Regions from separate parts of the Rattus norvegicus genome. Here region 1 is linked to region 2. The links are chromatin contacts, called in public Hi-C maps. All regions are on one chromosome and are shown on one strand. Each heading gives the region's core, a stretch centred on a gene start, on an enhancer-like site or on the middle of the called end of the contact. The rest is flanking DNA. Distances are from core to core; before and after follow the strand shown.

Evidence for each region. A called contact is a pair of places that touch in the nucleus more often than the background predicts.
Region 1: a Hi-C map of the A7r5 cell line shows a contact between it and region 2, with 2.3 times the contacts expected there. The contact joins two enhancer-like sites. A contact is called at or near these places in 7 of 12 Hi-C or Micro-C datasets (the A7r5 cell line, the Rat2 cell line, Schwann cells and 4 more) and 1 of 1 datasets of contacts at active chromatin or transcription factors (oligodendrocytes).

Annotation. Positions count from the first base shown.
Region 1 is chr1:174,266,203-174,272,195 of GRCr8, forward strand. All of the region lies in intron 1 of LOC108349612 (a long non-coding RNA gene), which reads left to right. Among named protein-coding and RNA genes, the nearest start is that of Ampd3, 51 kb to the right of the region's middle. Within about 2 kb of position 2,424, at least 41 of the 93 cell types and tissues checked have an H3K27ac peak or open chromatin away from gene starts, as enhancers often do. A contact at or near this core is called in the A7r5 cell line, where this site is marked.
Region 2 is chr1:174,192,792-174,198,918 of GRCr8, forward strand. No RefSeq gene overlaps it. Among named protein-coding and RNA genes, the nearest start is that of Adm, 16 kb to the left of the region's middle. Within about 2 kb of position 4,835, at least 12 of the 93 cell types and tissues checked have an H3K27ac peak or open chromatin away from gene starts, as enhancers often do. A contact at or near this core is called in the A7r5 cell line, where this site is marked.

The sequences.
Region 1 (5,993 bases), core at 1,174-3,673, 71 kb after region 2:
CTCTTTTCTCTTTGCATCCTCCCTTCATTTCCTCCAGAAAAAATCCAAAATGTCCTCAAGGGACTCCTTAGTGCCACCGTCTCTCCCTCTAAATTACCTGTCTGCCTTTTTTGTTACACAACATTGGTATCCTTAATTCTTCCGTGATAGTGTTAGGTTTGATTCCCCAACCCCATAGGGACTCATTTCTTTCACTATGTTCTACAGCTTTCCAGTGGGCTAGGCATGCTAAGTGAATATAGTAGCAGCTTAGGCAGCCGCCATCCTTGGCCTCTTACTGACTGTTCTAGAAGGTTCCATGTGAGCTCATTCTAATAACATTTGGCACAGGCTGACTTGCCTGCTCCATTGTGTCAAGCTGTCATTGTGTTGATCTGTGCCCAACAGTCAGCTGCCTCTTTCATTTGTGTTCCTTTGGTTGGTTGTATGAGTCACTGGGAATCCATAGATAGCAAGTCTTCTCTTCTGGAATTTGTCCCTGATGTTCTAGGGAAGGCTGCTGATATTGCAAAACCAAGTTCTGTCATGTAAACACGTCCCAGAGTATTGTGGGTCATCCTTCCTTCATCAACTCATCAGCCTGTGACCCAGCCAGAGTCCAAGAGCTCTGCCCCCTGTGAAGAGCGAGGGAAGCGGCGGCATTCCTCAGCCATTTGGTTTTCATTTCCATCTCATCATCCAGGAAGGTATTTCCTGAGTGTACTCATGGGTGAGTTTTCTCATTCAGGGGCTGAAATGACATGGTCCACATTTCTGATGGTTATGAGCCACCATGTGGTTGCTGGGGTTTGAACTCAGGACCTCTGGAAGAGCAGCCAGTGCTCTTAACCACTGAGCCATCTCTCCAGCCGGTCCACATTTCTGAAATGGGTCTCCAAGGTTCCTTTAGGTACAGAGTCTATTCTAACAACTCCTCATTTCTTAGACATGGTTTCCACCACTTTATGCTCAAAGCTAAAGTTATCCCATCCAGCCATCATTCATCCATCCACTCATCATCTATGCATTACCTATACATCACTATCTATCCATCTAGGCAACCAGCATTCATCCATCCATCCATCCATCCATCCATCCATCCACCTGTCCATCCACCCACCCATCCATCCATCCGTCCATCCATCCGTCCATCCATCCATCCATCCATCCATCCATCCATCCATCCAGGAAGATTCTCTGCCAAGATTTGAGCTAGACAGTAGGAACATGGTGTGAGAAATGGTCTCTTCCCTCAAGGAATCTTGTTCTCTCTACCAAGCCCCAGTTCTGTCTCTCAGGACTCTCTGAAGTGCCTCCTTCCAATCTATGCTCATGAGAATCAAAAGCAGGGAAGACTGACAGGAAACATACAAGCATATCATTATTGTTAAAATATGCCTAACTCAAGTTGGCTAAATGCTCTGTAGGAAATAAAGGGGAGACCAAAAGGGAGCAAAAGGTTAGTAGGAAGGACCTACTTTGGATGGGTGTCAGCATAAACTCTTTTGGAGATGACCCTGAAGTTGAGATCTGAGGACTTGGTTAGAGGATCAACAACATACACAATCACACAGAAGGTAAAAAAAAATGTTAAGGCCAGATGTGATACACACCTATAATCCTAGTGCTTAGATGGTTGAGGCAAGAGGCTCAGGAGTTCAAAGTCATCCTTGCCTGTATTATATTTGTGACCAGCCTGACCTATATAGTGAAACACCCTCTTTAAAAAAGCCAAGGCTCTGAGGGAATAAAGAAAATATGTTACAGAAAGACCAGTTGAAGAACAGTCCAGAAAGAGTTGAATGAAGTGGGGTGACATTTGAATGCAGGAGACACAGCTGAAGAAAAAAGCTATGGGAAGACAAGTACTGGCCAGGAAGTTTCCATAAAGGTCTATCAGGAAGTGGATGGTGGCTTGGTCTCATCTCACAGGAAGTCCAGTTCAGTGAGCGAGGAGCCTTCATGCCTGACTCCCAGGTTGCTCGAACCTGAAGTCATTCGATGGAGGCAGAGTGGCGCCAAGCATCCAGAGATCAGCCTTGGTTGGTGTCTCTCAGAGAAAGCATCCGAGCAGCTCTAGCAGATGGGAGCATTGGGGAACATTGAAGTTGGGAGATGTGTTCACTGAGAAGAGGCAGAGCGGGAAGAGTCTTCTCATCCCATCCCCATAAACTGAACCCTAGCATCCAGGTCCTGCAAAACTTCCAGAGTACAGGGCTCAGGGTTTTGGGTTCTCTGTCATTCTCCTTTGAGGGTCCCTGCAGGCTCAGGGCTGCTCGCAAGTGATGAGTCTGCTAGGGCAGGGGAATTTTCCCTTCTCTAGGGGACTGGCTTTTCCAAGGATTGTTCTAAATTCCACTGGTGAGTCTTTGCTCTGTCCTGGAAACAGCTCCTCTTTATGTAAGCCCTCTCAGAAAGTGACGAATCCTGGAAGAATGCTTCAGTGTTCAGATGTAGCCCAGGCAGAGGGCACTGATTGCTGACGGCTTAGAAGCAGGAACAGAGGATGTGCCACGGGCAGAGCTGGAAAATGGATGCAGGTGGCCTCTGAGTCATCAGCTCTAGTTGGGGGGGAGGGGCACTCATCCTCCCCATGTTCCAGACAGAAAGGGGACATTGGAAAAGGAAGGGGCACGTCACTTCTGAGGGGTAGGAGAACACAGCGTGCCTCTCTGGCTTCCAGGTCAGGGGTGATTTCTTGCTGAGAGCTCTGAATTTGCTTCAGGGCTGAGCTCAGAGGACCTGGGTTCTTGATGCCCCCATTCTTGGCTTTAAAGGACACACCAGGGAGGGGAAGAGTTGTTTATGACTAGCCAATTGTTTCTGCTTACTAAACACAGAGATTCCCAAGCAACTTCTTCAGGGAGAAAGTCTCCACCTCCCCATTGTGGGTAATCCTAATATTTAAACAAGATCTCTCTTTCTTCTCCCCACCAGTGGAATCAGTGGTGGATAAGGGACAATAGTGTTGACAACAGCTATGGAATGTTGTTGGAGGGATAGAAAGATGGTAAGATGTGGAAACTCACTAAGAGTTTGGGTACTAGCCTGGGTTACAAAGTGTAACTGTTGTAAAAACCAAATACCAACCAACCAAACAAACAAACAAATAAAGCCAAAAATAGTACAAACATCAACTTTCAGAGATGGTTCTTGGTGGCTTTCTCCCTCATTGACCTTTCTCCTGTCCTCAACTACTTCACCTTAGTGTTAAATCCAGTTCTACCTCTAGGGATGAGGCAAGACAAAAGAGGCAGGAAGTTTAGTCATTGGCTTCTCTGGGTATATTGCAGCTCAGGAATGATGGGCCCTAAATCACTGTCTACAGAGCCCCACCACTTCCCTTTCTCCGCTCTGTCTGTTGAGGACTCGGGTCCTCACATTCTGAGCTACCTCCTCTTTAGAGTCTTGCAGAGTTAGGGCGCCTCTTCTGGACCAACATTTAGTGACCGCCTAATTCTTCAGTTCGTGCTTAGCCTACCTCTGCTACTTCTCTGCTCTCCCTTCTTAGTTTGCCCTGCCTCCGCTGGCTCCTTGCTGCTCTCCCAGTGTACCACCTTGGGAGCTCTACCTTTGCTGGCTCCTCTCTGGAGCTGCTTTCCTCACTCAGGGCTTCCTGGCCTACCTCCTACCTCCTTTCAAATGCCACTTTAACAGTAGCCTCTGTGCACCTTACACCAGCCAGACCCTCTTCACCTGCCTCTCTTGGTCCACTCTCCTTGCTGGGCTCAGTTTCTCTCCAGAGCCTTCTCTCAACATAGAAGACATTAGATCTCAATATGCAAGTTGCCTGTCTCTCCTAGAGTGCAATTGTCTCCTTTGTTGCTGCATTCCCAGCACCTAGAAGAAAGCTTGTTCCATGCACACAGTCAGTAAATATTTGTTAAATGAGCAAGTGAGTCACTGTGTGTGATGGAAATCGAGGTCTTGGTGACTATTTCGTTCTGATATGTAATCTTCGATGTGAATGCTTGTCGTCTGTGTCAACATTTTATTTTAATCAAATCCATTTTCTGGTAGCTTTCTCTCATGGCTGCAAGAGACTCCCTCAGCACTGGGCATGAGCCAGGCTGTTCCTGGAAGGATCACAAGGAGCAAATGCTCAACCTGGTACCCAGGGCCCTTGATGTCCTCAAAGTACTTGGTGCCACTGAGGGAAGCTAAGGTTGCACCCTTGTCTATGAATGAAGTAGAAGGAGAGAGTGTATTAATCAGGTTATCCAGAGGGATAGAATTCTGTGCGCGCCTGTGTGTGTGTGTGTGTGTGTGTGTGTGTGTGTGTGTGTGTGTGTGTGTGTGTGTCTGTGTCTGTGTGTGTCTGTGTGTGTGTGTGTGGAGAGAGAGAGAGAGAGAGAGAGAGAGAGAGAGAGAGAGAGAGAGAGAGAGAGAGATCTGAGTAATGTAGAATGCTTATATATACATCTCCTAGGGATTTTCACCAGGAGAGGTTTGTTCCAGAGAGTTGACACATGTCATTGTAGAAGCTGACACGTCTGTAGTTCTTGTTTCAAGGCAGACTGGCAGGGCAGAGATAGAGGCAGTCTCTGTGTTGTAGTCTCAAGGCCAAACTCCTGCTCTAAAACACAGTCTTTGCTCTTAGAGACTTAGGCTCATCAGATAAAGCCTACCACCCGATGGCATGTGATCTGCTTTATTCAAAAGTCTGCTAGTTTAAAGGGTTATTTATTTATGTTATGGGCACGGGCATTTTGCCTGTATGTACATATGTGGACCATGCGAGTTCCTAGTACCAGAGGGCATCAGGATATGGCATTAGGTCCCCTAGAATTGGAGTTACAGGCTTGTATGAGCTGCCACGTGGATGCTAGGAACTGAGCCTAGGTCCTCTGAAGAATCAGCTAGTGTTCATAACTGCTGAGCCGTCTCCCCGAACCTGAGTCTACGGATTTAAATACTAATCTACCTCTACAGCAGTATCCAGGCTGGCATCTGAGCCTGCTGGGCTCCATTCCCTAGCTTACAGAAGTAGCGGCCCTGGGGACCCAGTGTGGCGGCAGTGCAAGAGCGAGCAGTGCAGAGCGAGCAGTGCAGAGCGAGCAGTGGCCTGGCAGCTGCTGTGTGTTACAGTTAGGAGTTGCTGCTAAGGTTCTTCTGGGGCAGTGAGATCAGTGTTCAAGAGGGTCTAGGAAGGGATGGAGAACTCCTATGTGGTTCTGGCTTAACCCCTAGTGTGGCCCCATTCAACAACTTTCGGCTCACTTCCTTTAGAGTGGAAGTCATTACCCATAGGGAATGGAAGTCAGGGAAGCCAGAGGGTGCCTGGCAGCTCAAGGGCTGCTGAGCACAGAGGACTGGGGACAGCTAGGACCTGAAGGTCACCCAGAGCTCAAGGGTAGGCTAAGTGGAAACAGGGATGTGGGAGGGTGGCCTGGAGGCTGCACTCATTAAGAGAGTGGCTTGCAGCTGGTTCCTCTTGGTGACCTCGTCCCAGGCCCACACACACTGGGGTTGCCCTGCAGGCTCCCCACCTTCCATGACTTCCTAAAGAGAACACTTCCTTCCTGCTGTCCTCTGCTCCTGGTCTAGTTTCCTCAAGGTACTTTCTAAGCTATATTGAGGGTGCTGATGTCGGCCCCACCGTCTCCAAGAGACTATGATTTCTTAGGGGCAGCTTTGCCCTTCTATCAACCTTGGGTCTCCTGGGCCCTTGTATCTCTATTTATATCTAATATATACATGTATGTATGTATATATATATATTATCAATCACCTCACAGTTTACATATTCATTAACTAATTAACATATCCACAATCTCCAGTCTCTCTTTCTCCTCCTTCCAATTTTAGGTTAATACTTAACTCCCACTCTCTCAACAAATTTACAGTGTAACATGCTCTATGCTGGATTTCTCTATTTGTCCCATAAAGCCACAACTCTATGCCCTTTGACCCTCCCACTGTTGTCGCTCACTATTCTCCTGCTGCTATATGTTGACTGATTACATTTGTTTGTTTATTCAGAATGTGTGTGTACACCACAGTGAGTATATGGA
Region 2 (6,127 bases), core at 3,585-6,084:
TGTGTGTGTGTGTGTGTGTGTGTGTGTGTGTACCTGTGTGCACGGTTGCCCCCCCCATTGCTGTCCACATTTCTGTCCAGTGTCTTCCTTACCTCATTTTTTGAAACAGTCTCTAACTGAACCTGGAATTCACAGATTCAGCTGGACTGGCTGACCAGGGAGGTTTAGGAACCCTCCTGCCTCTACCTTCTCAGCACGGAGATTCTAGGCACACACACTGCTATGCCTGGCTTTTTATCTGGGAGCTGGGAATCTGAACTCAGGTCTGTTCTTGTATCACAAGTATTTTACCCATGGAGCCATCTCCCCAGCCTTTGGATTTCATTCATTCATTCATTCATTCATTCGTTCGTTCGTTCGTTCATTCATTCATTCATTCATTCATTGAATAACATTATAGTTTTCGCATCTACTTTCCAGGCACTGGGCATTATTGCTGTTGGGATGGTCAGATGAGAGAGGATGTTGGTGTGGATTGGAGTGTATAGAGAATGAGTTACTGACATTAAAACAAGTAGTCACAGAGATGCTCTTTGTCAAGTCACCTTCTCCTTGCACATACCTGCTCACAGAAGGATTCACAGACCTTATGTGCAAAGAGACTGAGAGCTGGACCAAAGAGGTTATCTATACCCACTTCAGGCATACGATTTCTTCCTAGAGGTGGAAACTGCTTTGCTTTTGTACCTATGTGTTCCTTTGACAGTGGGTGAACAGAGTTAAATGTCCCTCCTGGAGGCCCCATTTCTACTCTTTGATTTAATACACAACATCCCAACTGTATCTTAACTTTGTTAGTTTTTCCAAAAGTCCTCCCCGCACCCCCATGTTTCCAGGCAGTGACCTCATGACACTTGGAGACTTCTGAGCCACTGTAGACGACAACTGGATTCCCTAATTCAGATGACACTGGCTCTCCAGCCCTGTATGACCTTGACTGAGTGGGGAAAGGCCAACAACAAAAATGTCCTCCAAACTATTATTTTTCTTCCAAATAAGTATCCATCCCAAATTCCCTCCACCAGTTTTTTATCACATGATAGACAAATTATCAACACTGAGCCAGCAGACTCTCGCTCAAAGCTGAGAAGCTTTAGAAATAAACTGTCAGGTCGGACGTGACAAGCTGATAGTGGGACATAGCCGGGTCTCTAAGATCCTGCTGCTTAGACAGGCAGCCCTTGCTGCCTTATCACCATGGAGGGCTCCTCACTCACCTCATTATTTGAAGCACTGAAGTGATGTGAGAGTCCAAGATAGTCTGGCCAATTTATACTCTGGCCTTGTTTCATTTGGCAGGCAGGAGAGGGGACAGTAAAGGACTTGGGCTTTGAAGTTAGGCAACCTTGAATCTGCACACCGACTCTCCCTCCTCCCAGCCCTCTAATTGTGGGTAAATGTCTTAAACTCCAGTCTCTATTTCATTGGCTATAAAGCTGGGGCAATCACATTCCCCTACATGCTTGTGGGGATGAAGGATACAAGGTGAGTGAAAGCTTCAACCCCTGGCTAGCAGCACAGTCAATGCTCATTAACCGGCAACTTTCAAAAATAGGAACAATTAAGGATGTCCTCACGTAAAACAGAAAGCATCTGTTCTTTTGTGAGTGTGTGTGTGCGTGTGTGTGTGTGTGTGTCTATGAGTGTGTGAGAGTATGTGAGTGTGTGTGTGAGAGAGAGAGAGAGAGAGAGAGAGAGAGAGAGAGTTTGTGACTGTGAGTGTGAGTATGGATGTATGTCTATGTGATTGGGTATGTATGAGAGTGTGTGTGAGAGTACATGTGTGAGTGTGTGTAAGAGTGTGTGCACGTGAATATGTGAGTGTTCATGTATGAGTGTATGTGAGAGAGTGAGTGTGTGAGAGTATGAATGTGAGTGTGTGTGAGTGTATGTATGTAAGTATGTATGAATGTGTGTGTGTGTATAATATATGCCCACATGTATGCAGATGCATGTGCCTGGAACACACATATGGAAGCCAGAGGTGACTTTGGGTGCCTTGTTCTGTTTCTCTTTCTTAGTCTCTTGAGACAGGGTCTCTCGTTGATCCAGAAGTATGCTGGCAGTTAGCAAGTCCCCACGGCTATCCTGTCTCCTCCCCTCTTCCCAGCACAGGCATACTGGCTTTCCACGTGGTTCCTGGAGTTTGAACTCAGGTCTTCGTGTTTGCTCAGCAAGTGCTCTTAATTCGCTGAGCCTTCCCTCTAGTCTGCACCTGGTCTTTCTCCAACCCAGAACAGAAAGCTGAAGCAGTGGATAAACTGGTTTAGCTCAGATAATTTACACGAGGAACCAGACGTGAGGATCTCTAATGTGTCACCCCCAAGTTCAATATTCTAAGATATTTTATTCAGGGAAAGATGAACATCAAAGAGCCCCATTAACACAGCCATCCTTTCTAAGCAGTTCCTCTGGGTCCGTGCTCCCCAGAACGTCCAGTTCTGAAACTTACAAGACCCCAGTTATTCCAAGACAGCACAGCTTGGAAAAAGATGCCTGGACAGAGAAGACTAGTTAATTTCAAGACTGCAAAAACCATTCTTTCTTTGGAGTAATGGAACGAGAACAAGGGGCATTTGACCCTTCCAAGATGTTTTCTTAATGCGAAATACAAGGTATGCACACGATCTTGTTTTCTGACAGATCCTTGAAAAAAAAAAATCTGGCGTCTGAACAATTCCTCTTAAAATACCAAAGACGGGGGCCAGAGGGGAACTTTTCTTCCTGAACAATGACCGAGAAGGGAATTCTAATGAATATTTTGGCACACAGATGTCATTTTCTGGCTCCTTCAGGACCCAAGAGCAGTGGGTCGTAATTAAAGTTGCTGATGGTAACTCCAGACAGTCAATCCAAGTGTTTTCTCTGTGCTGTCAATTCCCTGCATTAAATGATTAACTTCATGTTTGTGCAGTTGAACATACAAGCAGAGGGAAAATGAAATGTTGATATGAATTCTGGAACATTTCTCCAAAAGATATCATTTATTCCATTCAAAGGATTTGTACAATATTTTCCTTAGCTGATAAGTTGAATTGACCCTTTCCATGAAGAGAGCTGAGAGGCTCATCCTGAAGATGTCAAAATAAGATAGCATTGCCTGACTGCTTTCCTCTCTCCCTCTCTTTCTTGACAGGATCTCATGGAGTTCAGACTGGCTCTGAGTTCATCATAAAGTGGACGATGACCTTCAATGTCTCATCTTTCTGCCCCCACGTCCCTAGGACTGGTATGGCAAGAATGTGCCACCGCTTCGGTATCACCAGGGTGCACTGCTGGCGACTGGCATCCTAGGCAAGCATTGAGCCACACTCCCAGCCCCAAGATTATGTTTTCTGTAGGAAAGTAAAACCAGCTCATTCAATGTCTGAAGCTGAAGCCACACATCAAGTCACAGAATATTGTCCTCATTTGCTACCCCACCTTTCCGGAGGCTCTTCCAGGCTCTGTGGATGCTGCAAGTTCAATTATGTGACTTACAAAGGGCCAAGGCTGCTAATTTTTTTGTCAACTCAACTTTCAGAAAGAAAACCCACAAGTACATCTGTTTGCAAGATCTGTTAGGATCTTAGGAACCAGATTTCCAATTTTGTCTTTTTTTTTTTTTTTTAATAAATTTTGTTCCTTTTTTTTTTTGTCATGGGGAGGAGATTTATTGGAATTGAGGAGATGGGGAAGGAAGGGAGGTAATAGAGGGAGAAGAGAGAGAGAAAAAAAAAGAGCTAAATTTTGTTCCTTTTATCAAAATTTAGCAAAATCCTCCATCCTCCTTATCCCTCCCTCCCTCCCCCATCTTTCCCTCCACCTCCATCCCTCCAACTATCCCTCCATCTTCCTCCATACCTCTACCCTCCTCTAAACGATGTGTTTCAGTTTCTTTTTTGATGGAAACAAAGCAGCTAAGTCCAAGTGTTTCTGAGGAACCTGCCCAGAGCACCAAACTGACCATTCACAATGTTTATATTTCGAGCGTGTGTGTGTGTGTGTGTGTGTGTGTGTGTGTGTGTGTGTGTGTGTGTGTGCATGTGAGTGCTGTGTGTTTGCACGTAGAGGTAGAGGTCAGACCACAATATATGGAAGTTGATTCTCTCCTTCCACCCTGTGGGCCCCCAGGATTGAGCTCAGGTCTTCAGGTTTGGTATCGAGTACTCTTATCCACTGAACTCTCATCCACTAGCAGGCTCCAGTCACGTATTAAAGGTAAACTTGGATTTGCCCTGCAAAGCAATTCAACAAAGGACTGGCCTGCAAGATCCAACACAACACTATACTGCAAACTTTCCAGCTGCAGCTTGCACATTAGAAGCCAAGCATAGGACTATGTAAGGCAAGGAAGACTTGGGGCCAAGTGGGGGAGTGATCACAGCACTGTCAGCTCATGAGCCCAGTGCTACAGCAGCTGCTGGTTTTGATGGGACTTTCTGAGGTCTCTAATGTGCCAAGTACCTCAGTTTCAGGTTCTATTAATTCCCTTTCTCAGCCCCCACACTCTAGCTTTGGATAATATAATGGAGCAAAAACACGGTGCTGTGAAAACTCACTTGTTAGCCACTCGTCTACTTCACCATGTTTTTTGAGGGCCTCTCCGATGTGAAGAAGCCATGAACTAGCATGCCCTGACATTGGGCCACAGGATATGAGAGACTCAAAGCTGGAGGTGGAGTCTGCCGGGAGTTGCTGTCTTGCTCGGCTCACAGAAATCAGGAAGCCTTCTGGCTTTGGACAGGGGCTTTTGGGAGAGTCTCTTTTTAAAATTCACAGAGCCCACTGGAGATGACTCTACACTACCCACATGACAAAATGGTGGTGAGCCATCTCTAGGCCAGTGGGGTGACTCAGATGTGATTATGCCCTAACACTTTGTTCTCATTCCGTGCCAAAGAGTAAAAAAATGTAACCCTCTGCTGCCACCTGCTGTTTCCTTTGGAATACATTATTGGAATAATCTAAGCATGTGAATTGGTCTTTGCCAAATGTCTTGAGGAACTTGGGGGATGTGAAATGTATGTTTATATAATTCTGTACCAGCAGGTCTGTTATGTGCTAGGATAAATGGTAGGGTCCCATGGGTGCTTGCTGTCTTTTAAGCTAGTTCAATGGCTGTCTGTCCCATCCATTAGAATAAGCTTGCTGAGTCTCCCTGACCCCACCAAGGACCTACAGGGCCCTGCCCAGTGAACCCCTTGAGCAAGGTTCAATCCTTAAGAATTTGGGTATCTTCCTCATAAGGCAATTATGCCATATGAGCCATGATTGAAGGCTAGTTCCCGCACAGACTGTTCTCTGAAGGGTGTGTCAATGGATAGTATTCTTTGTGAATATCCCCTGCCCTGCCCCGGAAGTGGAAATGTTCTTCCCAGTAGAGCTGGCCAGCAGGCTTCAGCTCACATTTACTTGTGACGTCTTCAGATCTTATCTTATCTTCTTTGAGGAAACTGAGGCAGGTTAAGGAATTCCCAGAGAAGTGAAGATAACGCCGCCAGGTGGGAAAATCTGAGCTCAGGTTAGATGTGGAGACAATGGTGAAGAGTTAACAGTCATAAGCTTGGATAGTTCTGGTAGAGCCTCTTAGTCATCCGACTGCAGGCACAGAGAACAGAGATCACCTGTCTTGATAGTTCTAGAAAGTGGGATTTTCCTCTTTGCCATCTTCGGGAAGATGTACTCACACACAAGATCTTCTTTCAGTTGTCATCATTGACTTGAGGATTCTCTAAACAATGATCTTTTTGTTGGCAGAGATCAATGAGCCTGTTAGATGTATTTTCATATAAATCTCTTCTTTTAAAAGTCAAATCTCGTAGTTTTTAGTTGACATAAGTATTAAGGAAATGACCCTTAATAGTTCCTCCTATCAGACTGTGTCTGATAAGACCGGGTAGGCAATGGCTCATTACTCAGTGTCTTGCGCCACAGCTCCTAATTAGGGGCACTTTTGTTCAATGACTGAGTTGATCACCTATGTGCTCATCTGCAGAAGTCCTGGAGGGGGTGGGGATCATCATGGGGGAAGGGAGGAAGGAGTAGGAGGAAGGCTTCTCAGAATTACTCAGATAAACAGCTCAAGGTAGACAAACCATAAAGTACTAGAGTATGACAAGGAGACCAAAAGTTACACTATAGAGGC